2 separate regions of the Callithrix jacchus genome follow, and region 2 is linked to region 1. Evidence: chromatin contacts called from public Hi-C data. All regions are on one chromosome and are shown on one strand. Each heading gives the region's core, a stretch centred on a gene start, on an enhancer-like site or on the middle of the called end of the contact. The rest is flanking DNA. Distances are from core to core; before and after follow the strand shown.

Region 1 (5,701 bases), core at 1,687-4,186:
TGGTGGTAGTTTGTTTTTGTAGTCTGAATCAAGATCAAGCTTGCTGCTGGCTACCTCAACTTCTCTTTGATTCATCTATGCTGCTCTTAAGGGAGAAAGACAGAGAAAGGGTTCAGGTTCAGTTATTAAAATACCTCTTCCATGAAGCTTCCCCTAGACTGATTACTGAAAAGCTAAAGCTAATTACCTCTCTTTTTCTATCTCATATGCATGAAATTGTAATTGCTCCAGTATCATATCTAATTATGTACTCACTCTTGCCTTAATTAAAATGTATTTAAAATTGCAAAATTAGAAGTTGAAGGGACCTTAGGAATATAATGCAGACTCCCAGTTAAATGTGTTTTAATGAGCACATTCACTTATCACTGCTGCCTATCCAAAGTCTTCTAAAATGTCAATGTATTCCAAATGCATAAATCCACAAGGACAAAGAAACTGGATAAGAAGATGACAGTGACTACACTTTAGGAGTTGTAAAGCAGAGACAAGAGTGGAAACTGATCTAGCAGAGTGATAACCCATTAAACTATTAATGAGAGAAGCTCAGAGCAAGCCAATTCCCAGAACTCCAGAAAAGCTTAGGTATTAGAGGGGCTACATATCTCTGAAAGGAGGAAAGTGACTGGGGAAAAAAAAGCCATCGTTGAGGACAGGGATACTTTACTGTAAATGAGACTTAAACGAAAGCCAATATTAGACAATGACAACCCAGCTCCCTTCTCCAACTCAGATCTTAAGAATGCTGCAACCAAGCTTACTCTCTTCAACCAGGCTTACCCTCTTCAACCCACAGGAAACTGGAAACTTTCTCTTTGGGAAAATGTTCCAGCCCAAGATCGGGGAAAACATTTCAGGTTTAATAAGATCATCCTACACTGATCAGCCCAACCTCCTACTGTGCCTCATCTCTGCTATTGGTCTCACTATTCTTTCTTTTAGTTTAATTTGTTGTGGTAAGAACACTTAACATGAGATCTACCCTCTTAACAAATGTTAAGTGTACAGTATGTTTTTGTTGTCTGTAAGCACATTGTCCTGCAGCAGATCTCTAGAGCTTATTTATCTTATTTAACTGATACTTTTATGCCTGTGATTAGTCATGCTCCTAAAGGATCACCTTTAGACAATAAAGGAATTTCTCTGGCATGAAGGACAAAATGAACAAAATGGAACTCAGAGGAAATCAAGGCAATGGAGATGGCAGGAAAATGTGTTTAAAAAACACCTACTGTCTATTCTTGTTGCTAAGAAAAGATGTTATATTTCCTCTCTTCCCAAAGAAAGGAGACTTTAAAAAGGAATACTGGGAAGCAAAGAGACCCTTGGAAGTGGAAAATGCTATAGTAGAGAAAAAATGCAACAGAAGGGAAAGAAAATAAAGCGTGAAAAATAAAGTGGTTTCCAAGGACTGAAACCATATAGTTTATTGTTTAAATTTACAAGGCATTACTCTTTCAGTCTCTTCACAAATAAAACTTTACTATTAAAGGGACCTCTTTCATGAGGCAATAAAAGAAGCAAATAACCCTGTTTATTCTGGGATTTATCTCCCCCAAAACCTGTTAAAATAAACATCAAACTGTCAAATTTACCAATAGATAGCATTAAGTGATGGTTTACTCCCCAAGAGTCCTTTTTTCTTTTTCTTTTTCTTTCTCTCTCTCTCTCTTTTTTTTGAGACAGGGTCTTGTTCTGTTGCTCAGGCTGGAGTACAGTGGCATGATCATAGCTCGCTGCAGCCTTCAACTCCTGGACTCAAGTGATCCTCCCTTCTCAGCCTCCTGAGCAGCTGGGAACACAGGCATACACCATCAAGCTCAGCTAATTTTTGGTAGAGACAGGGGTCTCACTGTATTGCCCAGGCTGGTCTCAAACTCCTGGGTTCAAGTGATCCTCCCTCAGCAGCGTCTCAAAGTGCTGGGATTACAGGCATGAGCCACCAAGACTGGCACCAACAGTCTTTGAATCCGTCACCTCAAAATCCTTGCTGTGTCCACCAACCCTAAACTATTATCCTTATCCAACCAATTCTGATCAAGCCCTAGCATTGAAAGACCTGTCTTAAACAAGACTTCAAAACTTGATAAATATCTCAACTTTTCCCTGCCCCTTCTGAGAGGCTACTAAGATCCTATCAAGTTAATGTTCTTCCTTACTTCCGTAGGAATAAAGTTATCTTGGTTTAATCAATGGGTTAAGTGATATTTTGATGGAGCCAAAATTATTACCTTTCAAAAATTAGTACAAAAAGATATAATGGGAGATAGAAGAAAAAAGAAAAGCAAGTTAAAAGATCAGAGATCTAACATCTGAATAATATAATAGAAGTTTCAACAAGAGAAAGAGAAAATGTTGGGAAGAAAAGTACTAAAATAATTTGAAGGCTGAGTGCCTGTAATCCCAGTACTTTGGGAGGCCAAGGCGGGCGGATCACTTCAGGTAGGGAGTTCGATACCAACTTAACCAACATGGAGAAACCCAATCTCTACTAAAAATACAAAAACTAGCTGGACATGGTGGTGCATGCCTGTAATCTTAGCTACTCAGGAGGCCGAGGCAGGAGAATTGCTTGAACCTGGGATGCAGAGGTTGCAGTGAACCGAGATTGAGCTGCCCTCCAGCCTGGGCAACTCCGACTCAAAAAAAAAAAAAAAGAATTTGAAAAAGTTTTCCAGAACTGGTGCCCATAAATTTCTAGAATACAGGGCATGATGAAATCAAAGGAGGCCCACACCAAGGTTAAAATCATTGTAAAATTTCAGAAACATTGAGACATATTATATAGAAAGCTGAGGGAAAAGTGCTTGGTTGCCTGCAGATTAAGATTATTGCCACCAGATGGCAAAAATGCCTCCAAGGCTCTACTTCTAAGATTTTTGTTTCATTTTGTCTTCAGAGCTTTCCAACACATTAGAGTTTTCTCATTTGGCTTCTCTCCATCTAGTCTGGCTCCATCAGAGATCTGACTCTTTTCTTCCTAAACCAATCTGCTAGAAGGACACTGTATAATCAGCCTGGAGGAGTAAGTACATTCTCTTTGAAGAATTGGCTCATGTGGCTCTGAGGTTAAAAAAAAAAAGACTTTTAAGAGAATGGACTCTGGATTACAGTTGTCTGTTGTGGACAGAAGGACTTCTGTCATGCTGGGATTCCACAAAGCATTCATTCATTCATTCTTCCAACAAGTTTTATCGGTGCTGACTATATGATGGGTACTGTGTTCGGCACTAGGAATCATTTAGTAAAAGAAAATCAGACATGAACTTTGTCTTCATGGAAAATTAAATTCTGAGGAGATAAACATTCCATAAATATATATATACACACACGTATATATAAACAAATATATGTAACTATATATATATATTTATTTATTTATTTAAATAAATTGTGATAAGTGCTATGAAAAGATAGGTATGTGGAGAAAAAGAGACCTATTAGGTCCCTAAGGAATCTGATGGATTCCTGTAAGAGTGGAAGTAAGCAGATCAGCTAGGAAGCTATTGCAGCTTTCTAAGAGGGAGATTAAGGGAGAGGGTGATGCTAGAGGAAAGAGAAGTAGATGAATTCAAGAGAAGTTGGAGGTAGAATTGACAGGATGCAGTCATTAGATCTGGGAAGTTAGAAAGCATATCCATTAAAGATGACTCCCAAGTCTCTGGATGAAGCAAATGGCTGGGTTGATGGGATTACCATTTTTTGAGGTGGAGAAGGCTTGGGGAGGAAGAAGTTTTGGAGGAGGGGATGGTAGATAGAATCGAGTTCAGGGGCCTGGTGTGGTGGCTCACACCTGTAATCCCAGCACTTTGGAAGGCAGGGTGGGTGGATCACTTGAGGTCAGGAGTTTGAGACCAGCCTGGCCAACATGGTGAAACCCCACCTCTACTAAAAATAGAAAAAAGTAGCCAGGCATGGTGGTGTTCACCCGTAGTCCCAGCTACTCAGGAGGCTGAGGTAGGAGAATCGCTTGAACCCCGGAGGCAGAGGTTGCAGTGAGCCAAGATCAGCCACTGTACTCTAGCCAGGGCAGCAGAGTGAGACGCTGTCTCAAAAGAGAAAAAAAGAGTTCAGGGTAGAAGGTTAATTAAATTGGGCTTTCTCCCCAGGCATTTGGGTTCTGGTTTGGATGCCACTGGTCCAGGCTAGAATGGGGTTTGCTCTGATCTACTGTGTAACAGAATGACTTGGCCTGGTTTATTTGGTTTAAATTGGCTCACAGTTGGCATTCATTAAGCTAAAAATTGTTAACACAGTGCACCTACAGAGCAATAGAAAAATCAGCTTAAATTTGTAGTGTCTTTTCTGATGTGGGCATTTGAGAGTTAAAGAGAACTGTCCAGATTGACACCTATAATCCTAGCACTTTGGGAGGCCGAGATGGGGGGATTGCTCAAGGCCAGGAGTTTGAGACCAGCCTGAGCATCACAGGGAGACCCCATCTTTACAAAAAATTAAAACATTAGCCAGGTGTGGTGGCACACACCTGTGATCCCAGCTACTCAGGAGGCCGGGAGGTGGGAGGATTGCTTGAGTTGGGAGATAAAGGCTTCAGTGAGCCATGTTTGCACCACTACACTCCATCCTGGGCTACAGTGATGCCCTGTCTCTAGGGGAAAAAAAGGAAAAAGAATGGGCCAGAGCATCTTCTACATTTTTTGTTGTTGTCATTTGTTTGTACTCCATTCATAAGGGGCACACAATCTCAAGGATAAGAAGCTTCTGGAAAATGCAAGCCCAGTTGTTTTGGTGGATCCTTCTGAATGATTATGCACAGGTAAGATCCTTAGTGTGACTGTGAGGTGGCAGAAAGGAAAACTTCTTCTATCGACTCTGAAAATAGAGAATATTTTATCTAATTTTATCCCCAATATAGTGCCTATAACATGTTTACACAGTAAGTGCTGAATTGAAGCTGCTCCACCTGGGTTGTTTTCAGTCTCCAGACCTAAGTTGAACTCTCTGGAGGATTTGAAACCCCTCTTCCCAAAGAGCTGCTACATAATTAGCTATGTGCTGAGACAAGGTACCTCTCTGGACTCACCAGAGTTTAAGGACCTCATTTCTAGGGGTGCTAGGAAAAAGATACTTCTCTTTCCTTCTTCCTGCACCCACGTCCATAGAGGTCTTTTGCCATCATCAACAAAGTGTTAAGTCAGAATTTAAAATCAACTTAGCCCTAGACATCGATGTTTTCATTTGTAACCTCGAGGTGGAATAGTTAGTCATATACTATGCCCATAATCGGCAGTTACCTCAGTCTTTTTCTTTGATTCATGCCTTGCCTTCTCCTTGTGCCCTACCATTTTGTTTAGAGTATATGTCATTTTGAGGGCAAGAATTGTACTTTTTAAGCTTTATATTTCTGTACAATTTATTTTTGTCTCATTTTTGTAATAAAAAGTGTATATTTTAAGTTAGTACAACATGATGTTTTGATATACATAAACACAGTGAAAGGATTGCTACAGTCAAGCAAATTAACATATCCATCTCCTCACATAGTTACCTTCGGTTTGTGTATGTTTGCATGTGTGTATTGTGATAGCGTTTGAAATCTTCTCTCCAACAATTTAGAACAGTACTTTATAGCATTAGCAAGGGGAAGGAATGGCCTGGGAGAGCTTTAGCTCCCTCTACCAATTTTCATAAACCCCATAACCCCCTCCAGAAACGTAATTAATACATAAACAAAAGTTTA
Region 2 (5,701 bases), core at 2,162-4,661, 95 kb after region 1:
ACAGGTTCCAATTATTTCTTTTGAATTACAGACTTACAGCTAATTAATAATGCATATAGTTAATTAAAAATTATACAGATCGTAACCTTGAATGTAGCAAATGACATAAAGAAAAACTTTGTTACATGTATCTCTCTGGGAAAATCTCACAAAAGACTTTGTTTGGCAAAGCTATTTGAAAGAATTCAAAGCTAGAACTGTTTCTAGGCTGTAGCAAGATGAATTCTATTGGTTTGGATTTTGACCTACCACTAAATTTTGGATTTAAGAACGGTCTCAGTTTTATATTCAACACAGAAATTAAATTTTTACTTAGAAACTAAGTTCTACATGCCTTGAGGTCTGTGAAAATAAGTCAGTTACTGCTAAGGTCTCAATGTTTGTATCCTCCACAAAATTCATTTGTTGAAATTTTAACCATTGAGATGATGGTAATAGGAGTCAGGGCCTTTTGGGAGGTAATTAGGTCATGAGAGTGGAGCTCTCATGAATGGGATTAATGCCCTTATAAAAGAAACATGAGAGAGCTAGCCAGTCCCTTCCAACATGTGAGGATACAGTGAGCTGTCTCTAAACTAGAAAGTGGGCCCTTACCAGACATGGAATCTGCCAGTGCCTTGTCTTTGACTTCCCAGCCTCCAGAACCGTAAGAAATAAATTGCTGTTATTTATAAGCTACCTGGTTCATGATATTTTGTTACAGCAGCCCAAAAGACTAAGGCAGCTAGTTATAGAGACAACAGATGGCTTCATAGACCTATGTGTGAAACCTGGGAAAATCTAATGGAAACCATAGTTGAGAACACACTTCAATGTCCCAATAATCCTGGAGCCTTCAGGCTTAGTTGGTTTTGGACTCCCTCTAGTGGTTCAATTCTGGTGCTTTACTTGATGCCTTCAATTTTAGAAATAACACATTTCAGGTCAGATTAAAAACAAATAAGCAAAAGAGCCACACCACTCCCATTAGAATAGTTTACCACAAGGAGGCCAGTTGTGGTGGCTCATGCCTATAATCCTAGCACTTTTGGGAGACCGAGGTGGGTGGATGACTTGAGGCCTGGAGTTCAAGACCAGCCTGGCCAACATGGTCAAACCCCATCTCCACTAAAAATCCAAAAATTAGCCAGGCATGGTGGTAGGTACCTGTAATCCCAGCTACTCGGGAGGCTGAGGCAAAAGGACTGCTTTTACCTGGGAGGCAGAGGTTGCAGTAAGCTGAGACCCTGCCATTGCACTCCAGACTGGGTGACAGATCGAGACTGTCTCAAAATAAATAAATAAAATTTAAAAAATAAAAAGAATGGTTTACCACAAGGAGATTATGTCATTCAATGGTATGATAAATGTGGATGTTTAGATGACTGAAATCATAGTGTCGCAGATGGTTAGACCTAAAGAAACGAAATGGATTTTACTGGCTGATTGGAAAAAATACTTATAGTTTTGCTCAGAGTGAGTGGATAAGAGCTGAAGGCCCAGTAACAGAATTCCTTTTTGCTTTTGTTTGCAACCTATGGTAAGGACTGGATCATTCAGGGAAAGAGTGAGATGAAGTGAAAGAATATTTCCCATGCATATGGATTCTATAAGGTCAGAGGGTTCTTATTTGACCTTGTATAAAATCAATCTCTTAGACCAACCCAAAGGAACACATAGTTTCCTCCTCATCATATTCCTAATAACATAGTCTCTGCCTCAGTTTAAACCAATGCAGAAAACTTTAAGGCCCATTTAACTTCATTGGCTCCCTATGTTGGCTTCAGTTATGCCACTCCATGAAACCTTTACTTCTTGGCCATTTCTGTACAGTAAATATATCTACTAACTATTTTACATGACATCCCTTTACATATTTAAGACAATTATCATGTCCTCAGTAAGTCTTCTTTCCCTCTCCTAGATCCTCAAAACTTCTTGGAACTGAATAGAAGGAACTCCATGAGGTGCAGGCATTTGATAAAATAATTTGATCGGCATGTATTCACACCTTTAGGGGTCAGTAAAAACGATGGCTTTTTAAAAAAAATTTTCAGAAAATGCAAAAGTCGCATTTAAAAGTCGCAAAACCAAAAAGACCCAAAGCCAGTAGGATTAAAAGACAAAAAGAAAACAGGAAGTAATGGGTGACTTACCCATTTCAAGACCTCCTCCTGCTATTTTCTGATCCCTAAGTTATGCCAGAATCCATTTTAGTAGAAAAGTACAGCAGAGACCAGACAAGTTACTGTGGAGTCAAGAAGTCTGTCATGTCTGCCATGAAGTTTGGATAGAATGAGATCAGGAATTGGCATTGGTCTTAGGATGCCAGATCTGACAGTACTTGCCATTGATAAGATATCACTACACAGTCTGTATTGATATTTTGCATAGCTAGAGAAAAAAAAACTTCCCAGCAACGTAAGCACTCTAAAATATCAGTTTTGTCATCTTACAAATTTGGGTTGCAGTGAACGTGGGAAAATTGAGGTAGGAAGATGTAAGTCAAATAAAGACAAGGTATATCTTCTTGTCTTTGAATATCTGTAGTTCTTTTTTAATAGGAATTAAGAGGGATAAGAAATGTATTCCAATTGATAAAGAGGAATTCCCTGTGCGAAAGAGAGAGAAAAGGCAGAGGCAGGTGGGAAAAAAAAATAGCAGGCAGTTGTCTTAATAATGTAGATAGGCATCGCCTCTAATACAGGACTTAGTGCTGTTGTGCCCCAATTAGACGGCAAGCATTGATTGCATGAACTTAAGCAGTGATTAAGTTGTTGCCAAATAATATTCAAAAGAATATCAGAAATCAGAACAAATGTACTATTAGTGTGCTACAAATCCATCAGATAGCTTAGTTTTCCTTCTTTCCTCTCTACAAGGGGTTTGAAGTGCCACACTGTGCTTCTTCTTCTCACTATACTGGTGCTGTTCCATAGGAAGGGCTGTGCCTGGACCTGCCAGATTGGAACCCCGGTTATCGAAGGTCCCAAAGCTGTATTCTCAGCTACTCCAAGTCCCCTGTGACATCTGCACCAGAGCACCCAAAATTCTGTGCCCATAGGGATAGTTGGAGTTTCTTCACAAAATAGCAAAATCTCTAGGTTGCTATTCCAACAGCGGCAGTACTGATGCTCCAGTTCCGAGGCCAGGAAAACAGAATGTAACGCCGGTGACTTCCAAGATATATGTACCACCAAAGTACATGCTTTGGTGTACTAGTGAAGTTAGCTTACGCCGCCTCCCAGACACCTATAATGAAGACCATCTCGGCAAAGTTCTGGGGTGGGAAACTCGATTTCACGAAAGTGGACACAAAAATTTTACCCAAGGGCCAGAGCGTCGTCTAACGTTCCCATTGGCCCGTTGGGCCTTCACTCAGCAGCCAACTACGCAATCGGGCCCAGCGCATGTGCGTCACCTACTTCCGGCCTGCGAGCGCGGTGTTCCGCTCTTTGCCGGCCGGGGTTTTCTGTCCGGCTTTTCTCTCCTTGGCTCATCTGTGGTGCAATGGCTCGGGATTCGGATCCCTTCCGCGAAGGGCCGCTCTTAAAGGTGCTACCCTTAGACGATAGAGATCGGGGCACCCAGCGCTGCCGCCTGGGCCCGGCCGCCTTCCACGCCCTGGGCGCGCGTTTGGGCTCTGCAGTGAAGATCTCCTTGCCCGACGGCGGCTCCTGCATCTGCACTGCCTGGCCTCGGCGGGACGGAGCCGACTGCTTTGTGCAGCTGGACCCGCTGTGCGCAAGCCCCGGGGTGGTGGTCGGGGCGCCGAGATCACGGAGGAGTCTCAGCCTGAGCCACCTTCTCCTAGTGCCCTGTCCGCCCCTGCGGCGCGTCGCGGTGTGGCCGGTGTTGCGAGAGCGGGCAGGCGCGCCTGGTGCCCCGAGTACAGCTGCGGTGCTGGAGGCGGCGCAGGAGCTGCTGAGAAACCGACCGGTTTCCCTGGGCCACGTGGTGGTCGCTCCACCGGGCGCTCCGGGCCCGGTGGCTGCCTTGCACATCGTCGGCGGGACGCCCAGCCCCGACCCCGCTGGGCTGGTTACGCCTCGTACACGCGTCGGCTTCAGCAGGGAGCCTCCATCTGAATCCCGGCCGCGGTCCGAGGTGCCCCTGGGGGGCCTTTCGGAGGCTGCCGACTCGCTCCGGGAGCTCCTCCGCCTGCCGCTCCGCTACCCCCGCACCCTGGCGGCGCTGGGCTTAGCAGTGCCCCGCGGAGTGCTCCTGGCGGGGCCCCCCGGAGTGGGCAAGACCCAGCTGGTACGGGCCGTGGCACACGAGGCGGGCGCGGAGCTGCTGGCAGTCAGCGCCCCCGCGCTTCAGGGTTCCCGGCCTGGGGAGACAGAGGAGAACGTGCGGCGGGTCTTCCAGCGCGCCCGGGAGCTGGCCAGTCGCGGGCCCAGCCTCCTCTTCCTGGACGAGGTGGACGCCTTGTGTCCCCGGCGGGGCGGTCAAGCACCGGAGAGCCGCGTAGTGGCCCAGGTGTTGACGCTGCTGGACGGCGCCAGTGGGGACCGCGAGGTCGTGGTTGTGGGAGCTACCAACCGGCCGGACGCTCTAGACCCAGCGCTGCGCAGACCTGGGAGATTTGACCGCGAGGTAAATGGGCCTGGCTGGTTGGCCCACTGTCCGTGGGACCTCGGCCTCTTCTGGCGCTAGTTGGCTGCCCCTGAGGCATTTGCCTCTTAGGTTTGGGCATCGGTGAGGTTGGAGTGGGACTCTTAGCAATGCAGAGAACACGTTTTCTGTGAGTCAGGACCTGTATTTACCGAGAGTCAAATTGTTCTGGGAAGTGGTTGGGGGGGGGGGACGTTACAGATTAATTTTGTTGTGCAGGTCCTATAATCAGTAATGTTAATTCTTTTTTTTTTTTTTCATTCTGGGGGATACTTGTTCTCTATGGAAGTAATGTTAATTCTTAAGAGAATTTTGGTCGCCCCCAAGCATGTTAAACTCATAGATTTGGAATGAGAATTTAAAGTAGAAGGATAGCCTCAAAAAGTAAGTGTGTTGAAATAAAAAGGGCGAAGGCAGGGAAGAACTAAATGGAAGCAGGCATTACTCTTCTGGATTTATTCATTCCTTGTCATAATACCAGCATCCTATCCCATAATTGAGGAAGTACCCACAACTGCTCCCTGAGTTGTCAGGAGTTGAATATTCAGAACTGTCCTGTTTTATAAGCTTTGGTTCTAAGTGGACTTTTGAATTCTAAAGAATAGTTTGAAATTTAGTGACTGATATTTCTATTTTGTGATAAGATTCTAAAGAGAAATGGTAATTGCACACTTTTAGCTTAGTCAGTTCAGGACTTGAGTGGATTTCTTCCTTGCGCTATCTCATACCTGTGTCCTTAAGGGCAGGGACCTAGCTGTCTAAACCTGGCTTCTAGAACTTTGTATGTTCTTGAAAATAACAAAAACTAGGCCGGGCGCGGTGGCTCAAGCCTGTAATCCCAGCATTTTGGGAGGCCGAGGAGGGTGGATCATGAAGTCAAGAGATTGAGATCATCCAGGCCAATGGTGAAACCCCGTCTCTACTAAAAAATACAAAAATTAGCTGGGAGTGGTGGTTCCTGCCTGTAGTCCTAGCTACTCGGGAAGCTGAGGCAGGAGAATTGCTTGAGCTTGGAGGCGGAGGTTGCAGTGAGCTGAGATTGGGCCACTGCACCTGCACCGGCACCGGCGCCTGGCAACAGAGCAAGATTCTGTTTTTTAAAAAA

What was found. Hi-C and Micro-C count contacts between places; a contact is called where the count stands out from the background.
Region 2: a contact with region 1 is called in a Hi-C map of induced pluripotent stem cells, with 4 times the contacts expected there. The contact joins the promoter of AFG2B here to the enhancer-like site in region 1. A contact is called at or near these places in 3 of 3 Hi-C or Micro-C datasets (induced pluripotent stem cells and skeletal muscle).

The regions. Positions count from the first base shown.
Region 1 is chr8:32,823,800-32,829,500 of calJac240_pri, forward strand. SLC28A2 (solute carrier family 28 member 2) reads left to right here. Exons shown (of 25, transcript XR_013520923.1): 17 at 1-4,777. Among named protein-coding and RNA genes, the nearest start is that of SLC28A2, 64 kb to the left of the region's middle. Within about 2 kb of position 2,937, at least 2 of the 16 cell types and tissues checked have an H3K27ac peak or open chromatin away from gene starts, as enhancers often do.
Region 2 is chr8:32,918,184-32,923,884 of calJac240_pri, forward strand. It overlaps AFG2B (AAA ATPase AFG2B), which reads left to right and starts at 3,412. Exons shown (of 8, transcript XR_623189.5): 1 at 3,412-4,578.